3 separate regions of the Mus musculus genome follow, and all the other regions are linked to region 3. The links are chromatin contacts, called in public HiChIP or PLAC-seq and promoter capture Hi-C maps. All regions are on one chromosome and are shown on one strand. The core of a region is the stretch at or near the end of the contact, and the rest is flanking DNA. Distances in the headings are between cores, read along the strand shown. Region 1 has its middle 24 kb from the start of I0C0044D17Rik. Region 2 holds the start of Foxd3 (forkhead box D3). Region 3 holds the start of Atg4c (autophagy related 4C, cysteine peptidase).

Region 1 (3,616 bases), core at 264-2,763, 350 kb before region 3:
CCGACCGCAGTCACCCACCCCAGGCCACCCTTTTATGGGGGTTCTCATTTTAATCCTCCTTGTGGGTTTTATTGCTTAGTTCTTCCGTAAGGATGTATGAAGCACACACAGAAAAATGACAAACCTGTGTGATGGGAAGTTCTCTAAACCATTTGTAAGTGTCCACTTCAGTGGCACCAATTATACCCTGAAGGTATTCATTGACACAAATACCCATTTCCTGAACGTTTTACAACCTGAATCAAAACTGTGTCTGTTAAGCAGTAGTTTCTCACAGATGTACACATTCTTATCCCCACTTCAAAGGGTTAAGCACTTAGCCAACAACTGCATAAAACTGAGTGGCTTGGGGGCGGGGTGGATAGAGAGATGGCTCAGTGGTCAGAATGTGTATTGCTTTTGAGGACCCAAGCATGCACATTGGGCAGCTCACAGACACGTGGGACTTCAGCTGCAGAGACCCCATTTCCTTGGGGTCTTCAGGGGCACCTACACTCATGTGCACACACTGCCCTTCCTCCATATACATATAATTACAAGTAATAAAAAAACAACTTCAAAAAGCAGGATGAGTGGCAGATGGGTTTTGTGACGTTAGAACCCATGGCTTTCTTGCTGTCTGGACTTCTGTAGAAGAGCTTCATTTCTAGGAGACCATACACCAGCTGAATAAATGGAGAAGAGAAACCCAGGACTGTCCTGATGGATACATGAATGTTATTAGATAAAATGAATGTTATTAGATAAAATCCAGCTTCCTTTCATCACTAAAATGTGAACAAATTAGAGACAGGAAGAAAATTCTTTATCACTGCAATGATGGTATTCTCATCATCAATGACACCGAGGGAGGAGGATGGTGAGTTTGAAGCCAGGTTGATCTATATCTTGAGTTTCAGGCCAGCCCGGCCAACTAACGACACCCTGTCTAAAAACCCAACAAATTTTAAAAGGAAAGAAAGGATAAACTTTACATAACAGAAGCCATATGTGACAAGCCAACAGCCAACACACCAGGAAGGGCTGGAATCTGCCTGAGAGGAAAAGAGTAAGAATTCCAACATGACTCAGGCAGTGTTGGTTCAAACTTCTAGAGTCTGACACCAGGCAATTCTTTTTAGACAGATTTAAATTTAGTTCAACCTTGGAAAAGAAAAGTTTTCCCCAGTGACAATAATCAGAATAAAGCTTAAGACGTGACTGTATCAGAACTCTATTGGAAAGTAAACATGACCTCTTCCATAGGGAGGGGTTCTATGGCCTAAGAGCCTGGTGGGGTCTCTAGGTCATCACAGAGGTCATCATGCTACAAAGTACTTGGAACAAGTTCCCTAGAGATGGATTCTATTGACAGAGAAACAATGCTAAAGATAAAGTCCTGGGGGATGGGGATGGGGGAGTCTGGGACAAACATAATAGCCCGAGGGATTCGGGTGTGGTCTGACCCTATAGATAGCACAGGTCACCAGGATGGTAACTATGTCCACTCCCACCTTTCCAGGCGGAAAACAGAAATGCATCCATTCTTCTGAGGAGATAACCTTGCATGTTTAACATTCCTGGCTCCCATAGTGCAGGGTTTGTCAACCTGTAGGTGTTCACACAGAAGGGGTTACATAGCAAGTATCGAGCATTTCAAACATTTACATTATGATTCATAACAGTAGCAAAATTAAAGCTATGAAGTAGCAATGAAATCATTTTGTGGATGGCAGTCATTACCACATGAGAAACTGTATTAAAGGATTGAAGCATGAGGAAAGTTGAGACTCACTGCCCTAGTGTTTATCTGTGAGAACAAGGACCTTGTGCCCTCTACAACATGACTGTGCATGGAGAAGAACCCCAGAGACTCCATTAAAGCAATATTATTAGAACATTGGCAAAGTTATGAAGTACAATTATCAGCATGGCTATCAAGTGCTGATAGTGTATCAACCCAAACAAAAGTCAAGAAAGCAACACCATCTACAATATCTACAAAATATCAAGGTATGATGAACGAGATAAAGTTTCTCTAGTGAAAAGCTTAATAAGTGAGCCCCAGGACAGCCAGGGCTATACAGAGAGAAACCCTGTCTCAAAAAACCAAAAAAAAAAAAAAAAAAAAAAAAAAAAACCAAAACCCAAAAAAAAGCTTAATTGAAAAGAAGCCATCATAAGCAATTGGAAAGACATGAGTTCCTGGGTTAGGGTGGCCAGCACTGATAGCTAGACTGTCCATACAACCAGAGCAATCTACAGATTCAATGTTCCTTATTAAAACACTAAAGATGTCTTCTCTCTCTCTCTCTCTCTCTCTCTCTCTCTCTCTCTCTCTCTCTCTCAATTATTTATGAAACCTCAAAGACAGAAACAAACAGAAAACCTTTCAGTTATCTGAGAGGAAAGAACCTCAATTGAAAAACATGTGAAGATGCTAGACCCCACCACCACTCGTCTGGCATTTTGTTTATAGTTAATTTAAACCAAGGATATTTCCACAAGAGCCTTGAAGTCACTTGTACTCCCACTGAGCAACCTTGAGCAGTCCTACAGAATCTGTGCACTGGGGCCACCAGATGCCACATAGGAAGCCCATTTGCTTGCTCTGGCTCCTAATGGCTGATGATTGCCCAGGAAGTAGTCTGGAGAACAGTTGCCTATGATGTCACTGCCAAGGCTCTCAGGACAGGCTGTGCCCTGACCACACTGAGGGAACTGCTGCTCCCAACAGCCTCTGCCTGCTGCTCTGGTGGAGGAGGTACGTGATGGCCAACCTGAAACCTGGCTGTCAGCATCATCTCCAGCAGCAGGTAGGGTTTGTTCCAGGTACCTGAAGTGCCACTGAGATGGTCACATGCCCCAGATCCAACATCTCTCCTTTGCTCCCACTTTCTGCAATGACAGAAACTGGTCCAAGTTCATCAGCAGCCCTGACAGCTCAATTTGACAATATCCCTTTGTCCTCTTTCCAATAGAGCAAACACTAAGTGTTGGCTCTTCAGAAACCACCCACAGCAATTCACATCACAGCCAGGGCTTCACCCCAATCACCAACAAGAGGCACTGTCACAGCTTTCCCCCCAGACCCCAAGCTGGGTACCTGGTTCATATTTTTATAAATTGGATCTAGAATATATATGCTACAGATTTTACAAAACAAACAATGCTCTCCCCCCAACCCCTGGAAAAAAAGACAAAAAAAACAAAAAACAACCTAGAAACTGAAGTTTTCAGAAAAAGAGCCACACTTGTGGTAAAGACTCTGCATGGTTGATTGGCCAGTTGAAACTTTGTATTTGTGAGAGTTACAACGTTGTAGATCCAGTGCCAGTTAGCTTGAGCTACCATTAGCCTAGGTAATAGCCATTAGTTGCTTGTTTCTGTGTCTGACACAGTATCTTGTGACTACTGAGTAAATCCTTTCAGAATGAATTAATTAATAAACCACTAACTTTTAGTGATCGAAAAGCTAAGATAGTCATCAAATAGCATCTAAATAAAACCTAGAGCAAAGATTTACCCAATTTACTGTAACCTGCCTATCCAGTGTTTTCAGTGATATGTTTGAGTAGTACCTGAGGCCCCGAGTTCCATCCCTAGCAATGTAAAAAAAGAAAAAAAAAAAAAAAAA
Region 2 (3,834 bases), core at 807-3,306, 460 kb after region 3:
GAAACAAACAAACAAACAAAAACCATAGAGATTCCAGACCTCTCAGGATAGTCACTGCTCTCCCCACCCCCACCCCCGCCCCCCAAGCCTGTAGCCGCCCAACTCGGAGCAGCATTGAAATCCATACGCAAAGAGCTACTGGTATTGATGGGAGAGTTGTGTAATGGGATAATCGTCAACCTGTGGTGTCCTAATGCCTGTAAAAATGCAATTTTGCATATTAAGATATTTTATTAATTTGATGTAACTAGGAAAAATGGCTCTAGGTGACGATACAGAATCAGAGGCACACTGGCAACCTGGAAGTACCTAACTTTTTCGCTGTTTCCTATAAACAATACAGAAATTGTTTCCTCCCTGACTTCCTCCTCTCATTCTCTTATAACCTGGGGTTCATAGATCCTTCCCCTAGGCCTTCAGCACACAAATTAATCGGGTTTCAAGAAGGCTCAAATCGGTAAGTGCTCTCCTCTGACAAAGAAGCGGCCTAAAAGCGAGGGGGGTGGGGTTGGTCAGGGCGACCAAGGTCATCTCAAACCACTCCGGGCTGGGAACACCAGTTCCCCTCGGACGGACGTACCGAGTCCACTCACCTCAGCAACAGCAGGCGCTGACCCTGGGTCACTTTAAAGTCCCCACCCCAGCATCTCTGGGATTTCCCAGTCTCTCCTACCAGAGCTGACATTCCTTGTACTTCACGTGCGCTGGACACATCCTCGCCTCTTCTTTGGCGCAGATTTCTACAGAAGTTAAGTCTTGGATAGTTTATTCACACTTTAAGAGATAACCCACATTAGTTAGCAGCAGAGGTGAGCCCACTCCCGCCAGCACGCCCTGGGACACTGTGGTTCCTTGGAGGTCGTGCCCTCCACTCGGAAGTATACGCCAGCTCCCCCCAGTTTTCCAACCCCCCCCAGTCGGTGCGCCACGTCTAATAACAAGGCCCAAAGCCTCTTCCCCAATCCTCTCCACTTACCCAAGACCGCTGCCAATGCCTGCTCCGTTTCCAGCTCATTTCCGACTTTTTCTGTGCTAAGTCGTTTAACAACTCCAACAGCCAGTTATGACGTCTTTGTTTATAGGTTCCCTGCTATTTTACGTCCTTTTTATTTCTCTGCAACTATCCTAATAGGTTAATCGATAGCTATTCTCTGACCTCGGGAAACCCCAGCTGATGGTGTTGTGACCGTTGCGAATATATATATATATATATATATATATATATATATATATATATTCCTGCGTCGTGCCCGGAAAGCTAGGGTAAGACTTGAGTAGTTAGATTTGGGGGTGATGCGAGGCACATCAGCAGATGTCTTTTCTCTGGAATAGCCCTGAAACAGGAGGGGGTCTGAGGCCTAATTAGCAAAAGGAAGCCGGATGTGTTCCTTTAATCCTTGAATCGAAAACAAAACCCCAAAGCAAATCAAAATAGTAAGTTTTTTTCTTTTCTTTTCTTTTTTTTTTTTTTTTTAAATCACAACCTTGTTCTGCATTGCCAGTTGGTCTATATAATATTAGCAAAGAGGGGAGGGCAGGGTAGTAAGAAAAATGCAGGGGGCGGAGAGGGCAGGGTGGTAAGAAGCCCTACAGTCCGGAGGACACTCTTAGGCCCACGCCCTCTCCACCCCCACCCACCCACTCTCACGCCCTCCCTGAACCCCACACCCGGCTCCAGCGTGGGCAGGGGTCTCCCAACAGCCCGAAGAGCTTTCGGGGCCTGCGGGATGCTAGCGCCTAGTCGGTGAGGAGTTGCGCTTCTGTCGTCCCTTTGTTGACAATTCCCTGAACCAACTTGAGTTTGGCCAGCTCCACGGCGGCCCTGACGTCACGCGCGGTCACGTGGCCCCGCCTCCCTCTGGATCTTTAAGTAGAAAGTAATCTATCAGGCCAGTCCTTAAAACGGGACTTTCGACTACCCAGGCTTGGCTTCCCTGTCACCACCCCCCCAACCCCCAACCCCGCGGTCGCCCATGCCCGCGCCCTCCAGAGCTGCTTGGAGCCCGGCGTCCCGCGCTTGCCTGGACCGCTCCTGAACCCCACGCCCAAACCAGAGGTCGAGGAAGGCTGGTGAAGTGAGGGGGTGCGGCGTGGAGAAACCTCCGGGGTCGCGAGCAGTAGCTGTCTCCTCGTAGAGAAGCGTCGAGGACCGCAAGAGTTCGCGGAGCGCGGCTGCGGAGCGCAGCGCCCGCACCGCGCGATGCCAGGCCTCCTCGTGTGAGCTGACCCGACAGGGCCCCGAGCTACCTGTGCCCTCTCCCCCCCCCCCGGCTTTCTTTCGGGGGACACTCACACCTCCTTTGCCTGAGCTCCGCGGCCGCCCCTCGCGGCCCCCCTCGCTCTCTGCTCGCTCCTGGCCGCCGCCACCAACCCCGCGGAGGGATGACCCTCTCCGGCAGCGGCAGCGCCAGCGATATGTCCGGCCAGACGGTGCTGACGGCCGAGGACGTGGACATCGATGTGGTGGGCGAGGGCGACGACGGGCTGGAGGAGAAGGACAGCGACGCCGGGTGCGACAGCCCCGCGGGGCCTCCGGACCTGCGCCTGGACGAGGCGGACGAAGGGCCACCGGTGAGCGCTCATCACGGCCAGTCTCAACCGCAAGCCCTGGCACTGCCCACCGAGGCGACCGGGCCGGGGAACGACACGGGAGCTCCGGAGGCCGACGGCTGCAAGGGCGGCGAGGACGCGGTGACAGGCGGCGGTGGGCCCGGCGCGGGCAGCGGGGCGACGGGAGGTCTGACCCCGAACAAGCCCAAGAACAGCCTGGTGAAGCCACCCTACTCTTACATCGCGCTCATCACCATGGCCATCCTGCAGAGCCCGCAGAAGAAGCTGACCCTGAGCGGCATCTGCGAGTTCATCAGCAACCGTTTTCCGTACTACCGGGAGAAGTTCCCCGCCTGGCAGAACAGCATCCGCCACAACCTGTCGCTCAACGACTGCTTCGTCAAGATCCCCCGCGAGCCGGGCAACCCGGGCAAGGGCAACTACTGGACCCTGGACCCCCAGTCCGAGGACATGTTCGACAACGGCAGCTTCCTGCGGCGCCGGAAGCGCTTCAAGCGCCACCAGCAGGAGCACCTGCGCGAGCAGACGGCGCTGATGATGCAGAGCTTCGGAGCCTACAGCCTGGCGGCGGCGGCGGGCGCAGGACCCTACGGCCGCCCCTACGGCCTGCACCCCGCGGCGGCTGCGGGCGCCTACTCGCACCCCGCGGCGGCGGCGGCGGCCGCGGCTGCTGCGGCGCTCCAGTACCCGTACGCGCTACCACCCGTGGCTCCCGTGCTGCCGCCCGCAGTGCCCCTGCTGCCCTCGGGCGAGCTGGGCCGCAAAGCGGCCGCCTTCGGCTCGCAGCTCGGTCCGAGCCTGCAGCTACAGCTCAACACCCTGGGCGCCGCCGCGGCAGCCGCGGGCACGGCGGGCGCGGCGGGCACCACGTCGCTCATCAAGTCCGAGCCCAGTGCGCGGCCGTCGTTCAGCATCGAGAACATCATAGGCGCGGGATCCGCGGCGCCCGGGGGCTCGGCTGGGGGTGGTGGGAGCGGCGGCGGAGCCGGGGGTGGCGGGGGCAGTGGGGGCGGCGGCGGCGCGCAGTCCTTCCTGCGGCCGCCCGGGACTGTGCAGTCGGCTGCGCTCATGGCCACGCACCAGCCCCTGTCGCTGAGCCGGACGACTGCCACCATCGCGCCCATTCTGAGCGTGCCGCTGTCTGGACAGTTCCTGCAGCCCGCAGCCTCAGCCGCAGCGGCTGCGGCCGCCGCCGTGCAAGCCAAGTGGCCCGCTCAATAGTGATGAGCTAGTGGCCGGGCCGGACGGCGGCCTCTGGCAGCA
Region 3 (3,414 bases), core at 793-3,292:
TTTGTCCCTAATCTGTTGAAATGAGCAGTCTGTCCAGTTTTGACTCTTATGTATATGGCAAGTGGCTGAAGTAGACAAAGACACATTTACAGGCAAGACTACTGCTGGGAGCTGCAGCTCTAAGAATCTCTAAAAAGCAGTCTGTTACATAAATTATGTACTTTTAAACCCCTCTTCCTTTACACAATTGAACATTAAAACTGCTTTAGAACCATGTCTACCAGAAATGAAGCATATTTCAAAAGCTTCCTTAATATCACTGTAACTTAGTGTTTATTTACCACAAACACCAGTGAATCCCATTCCCCCTAACTATAGTTCATCAGCATTCCCACCCAGTCACTACTGGAAATGTTCTCTCCCACTGCAATTCCAGTTTGGTGCATGAGTATGAAAAGCAGCAGACTCTTTTCCATGATCATAGATTTTAAATATTTACTTGCTTGTACTGCATAATTTAGCACACTGGAGTCGGAAAGGGGTTTATATGGTAGTGGATTCCTTGCCAGTGTTAGAGAATAGAAAGTCCCTCTGTGACTCCCTTGTGAGACTGTAAAAATGTAAGGCATTACCGTTTCCTTTTCTAACCAATTAAAAAGTTTGTTTTACCATAAATCTGCAGAAAGCCTCTGCTTGTGGTATACATATAATATACCATACTTTTCTATAGTTAGCATATAAATCCAAGCCTCGGTTCTCATGGTTTGTTAATATAGTATGACAAAAAATTAAAATACAGCCATTCTGGTAGCACATGTGTGATGGTAAATCTCGGTGGTCAGTTTGACTACATCTAGAATTAATTCAGACCAAAGCTGCTGGGTACTGTAGTGAGGAGTTTTCTTAATCAGATTATTTGAAGAAGAAAGACCCACTCTAAATTTAGACCACATTTTTTTGGTAGCAGTCCAAATAAAAAAAAGGAAGGAAACTGTTCTACATCCATTTGCCCCACCTTTGCTGGCAAGTTTATTTGTCCAGTTGCTGCCAGTACTAAATCCAATTTCTTTGGAATTGAAATGAAGACAGTGCTCCAGGAATCTTCCAGGATCCAAGTGCCAGAATGGGATTTCTGAGACCTGTAGCCTCATGGACCAATTACCAGAGTCTTGGCCTTTTCAGTGTGAGACAGCCATTGTTGAACTACCTGGACCACATCCTGTAAGCAAGTCTAATATACACTCCTCTTATCAGTTCTGCTTCTTAGAGAACCCTCATACAAGTCCTTATAGAAGTTATGAGAAGGACAGCTTGTGAGATCTGTGCTATCTCCTCTCCAAGTCATCAGAAAGTGTTCTGCATTTCAAAATATGAAACAAACTATCCAAGCAGACAAAGGAGCAGATACCTTGTTATCTATGCTAATAAATGACCCTCTTGTTGTCTTGTTATACCCCTGTCCGGCCCATGTGACTGGTGAATAAATTGCTCTAGTAATTAATTCTAGGCAACTGTTTTCATGAGACTAACATGAAATAACTTTCCCAGCGTCCTAGCACAGATCTCTTATTCCAACACTAGGGGATTGAGAGAAGATAATGAGTTCTGGGTCAGTCTGGCTGTATTGCAAGTCCCTATCTTCAAATAAAACGCCACTCAATTCTAATCGTGAAACAGTTAAAATTCAAAGAACATATTTTGTATTCCAGAAGGCGTTCATTCTCTCGATGTTTAACTGTTTAACTGTCTGGTAGCAGAGATTGTTGATTTTTTTCCCCCTTGTAGTTTCTGCTCTTATTTCTTATGTATTGCTCCAACAGTCTGCGTTACTGAAAACAATATATTAGTAGAATTACATGTTGACATCATTTAGTATATCTCTCCCGATTTTTTTTTTAAAGGCAGGTCCTGTACTGTAATTCTTAACATGAATCTGAATGTGAAAACTGAATGCTCCACCAGGATGTAATCAATACCCCATACCACAGCTTGCCTTGGAGTAGACAGACTGTTAGTCTTTTAATCCAAGTGGGCTTGGTTTTAAGGACCCAGAGCTCTGTGCATGCTGGATCTTGTAGTCCCGAAACCGCAGACGCTCACCGTGCGTGGCGGGTAGTAGCTGAAGTCCAGTAGTTACAGTTACGAGGGACAGCTGTAAATCTAACTTGGGCCTGCCCCTCACAAATGAACTGCTCTAGGCTCTGAGCTTGCAGCCCGGGAGCTTAGGGTCTCCGACAGGGCTTCCTGCAGGACCGCGGCCTGCGGAGGCTTCGGTGTGCTGTGCTACGGTGGCCGCGCGGGGCCGCGGGCCGCACGTCCTGCGGTGCGTACGCGCTGTTCGGAGCGGCTGCTGGAGCCGACGCGCGTCTGGTGTGGGGACTCCTGCGCGGCTGTACAGTTATCCAGTCCCGTGTCGCCGAGGGGTCGGCTCGAGGCTGGCGGAGTGGAGAAGGTTGGAGCTTGGTGTTTGTAGTCTACGAATGGCCGGTTCTGGGGGCGGCCCTGCCCTTGGTGCAGACCCGTGGCCAACCGTCTGGGTTCCTGGAGGGTTTTGGAGCCTCTCTCGATTCTGCTTCCTCCTGAGGGTTATCTTCTGACGACTCCTCCTCGCCCTTTGAACTGTAAGCCTTCCAGTGGCCGGCTGTTCTACCCTTCTTGACCAGGAAAGGTTTTCTCCCTAGCCGCCGTATCCCATTGACTCTTCCTTGTTTCTCTTCATTTAAAACAAAAAGAGTGTATGTGTGGGAAATGTTAGATCTCAATCTGTCCGTCTGTAGCCCCGTTGCCCCTTTCGTTGTTTGAAACCGCAATCTGTAGCATTATATACCCTGGCTGTGCTAATAACGCTGACTTCATAGACCGGCTTTTGCTCATTCTCACATGCCCACCCACATCTGAGGGTTATTGAAGTTGGAAACTCAGACTACAATCTTCCGTGCGATGACCCGACATCACTGGGTCAGCTCAGCATAACTCTGCTTGAGTTTATTTTCTTAGGGTTTTTGTCGTATATTTTTGTTATCTTTATTGATTACTTTTCCACACGAGGTTCATTGCGACCTCGGGGCTAAGACTGTATTATTTTATAGCTTTTTAATCTTTGAATTACTTAGGTGAAGATTTCCTTCTGTTTGTTTACCTTTTCTGACCTTACATTCCCTTGGGAGTTTGGAATTGATTTTGTGTCAGTTGATAGCAGATAGACACAAAGGAGTGATCTTTCCTGCCTGCTGCTTGTGGCTTTTAATTAGATTATGAGTCTTTGGAAGTGCCCAGAGGGATTGGAAAGGTTTTGAAATGTATTTTCGGAGTTTCAAATGATAAAGCTTTTATTTTTCCAACTAGGGAAGAGTTCTAATTAGTCTAGTGTCTGAAGCTAATTAACTGGTTCACCTGCCATAAGAATTTGAGAACTGAAGTTAAAAACTGGGCAATGTGAGGGATTGTCTACATTAGTAAAATGAGTTTAGAGGC

What was found. Promoter capture Hi-C pulls out the DNA fragments that hold promoters and counts their contacts. HiChIP or PLAC-seq counts read pairs in DNA pulled down with a chosen protein or histone mark.
Region 1: a promoter capture Hi-C map of trophoblast stem cells shows a contact between it and region 3, with 2.1 times the contacts expected there. The contact joins the enhancer-like site here to the promoter of Atg4c in region 3. A contact is called at or near these places in 3 of 39 promoter capture datasets (the C10 cell line, stem cell-derived epiblast-like cells and trophoblast stem cells) and 2 of 115 datasets of contacts at active chromatin or transcription factors (bone marrow-derived macrophages and embryonic stem cells).
Region 2: a contact with region 3 is called in an H3K4me3 HiChIP or PLAC-seq map of forebrain, with 4 times the contacts expected there. The contact joins the promoter of Foxd3 here to the promoter of Atg4c in region 3. A contact is called at or near these places in 2 of 39 promoter capture datasets (the 3T3-L1 cell line and second pharyngeal arch cranial neural crest), 1 of 484 Hi-C or Micro-C datasets (embryonic stem cells), 7 of 115 datasets of contacts at active chromatin or transcription factors (astrocytes, embryonic midbrain, embryonic stem cells and 4 more) and 1 of 9 other capture datasets (adipose tissue).

The regions. Positions count from the first base shown.
Region 1 is chr4:98,846,273-98,849,888 of GRCm38.p6, forward strand. No RefSeq gene overlaps it. Among named protein-coding and RNA genes, the nearest start is that of I0C0044D17Rik, 24 kb to the left of the region's middle. Within about 2 kb of position 1,514, at least 22 of the 459 cell types and tissues checked have an H3K27ac peak or open chromatin away from gene starts, as enhancers often do. A contact at or near this core is called in embryonic stem cells and trophoblast stem cells, where this site is marked.
Region 2 is chr4:99,654,243-99,658,076 of GRCm38.p6, forward strand. Foxd3 (forkhead box D3) reads left to right here and starts at 2,057. Exons shown (of 1, transcript NM_010425.3): 1 at 2,057-3,834. The coding sequence starts at 2,383. The coding sequence ends at 3,792.
Region 3 is chr4:99,191,892-99,195,305 of GRCm38.p6, forward strand. It overlaps Atg4c (autophagy related 4C, cysteine peptidase), which reads left to right and starts at 2,043. Exons shown (of 11, transcript NM_175029.3): 1 at 2,043-2,561.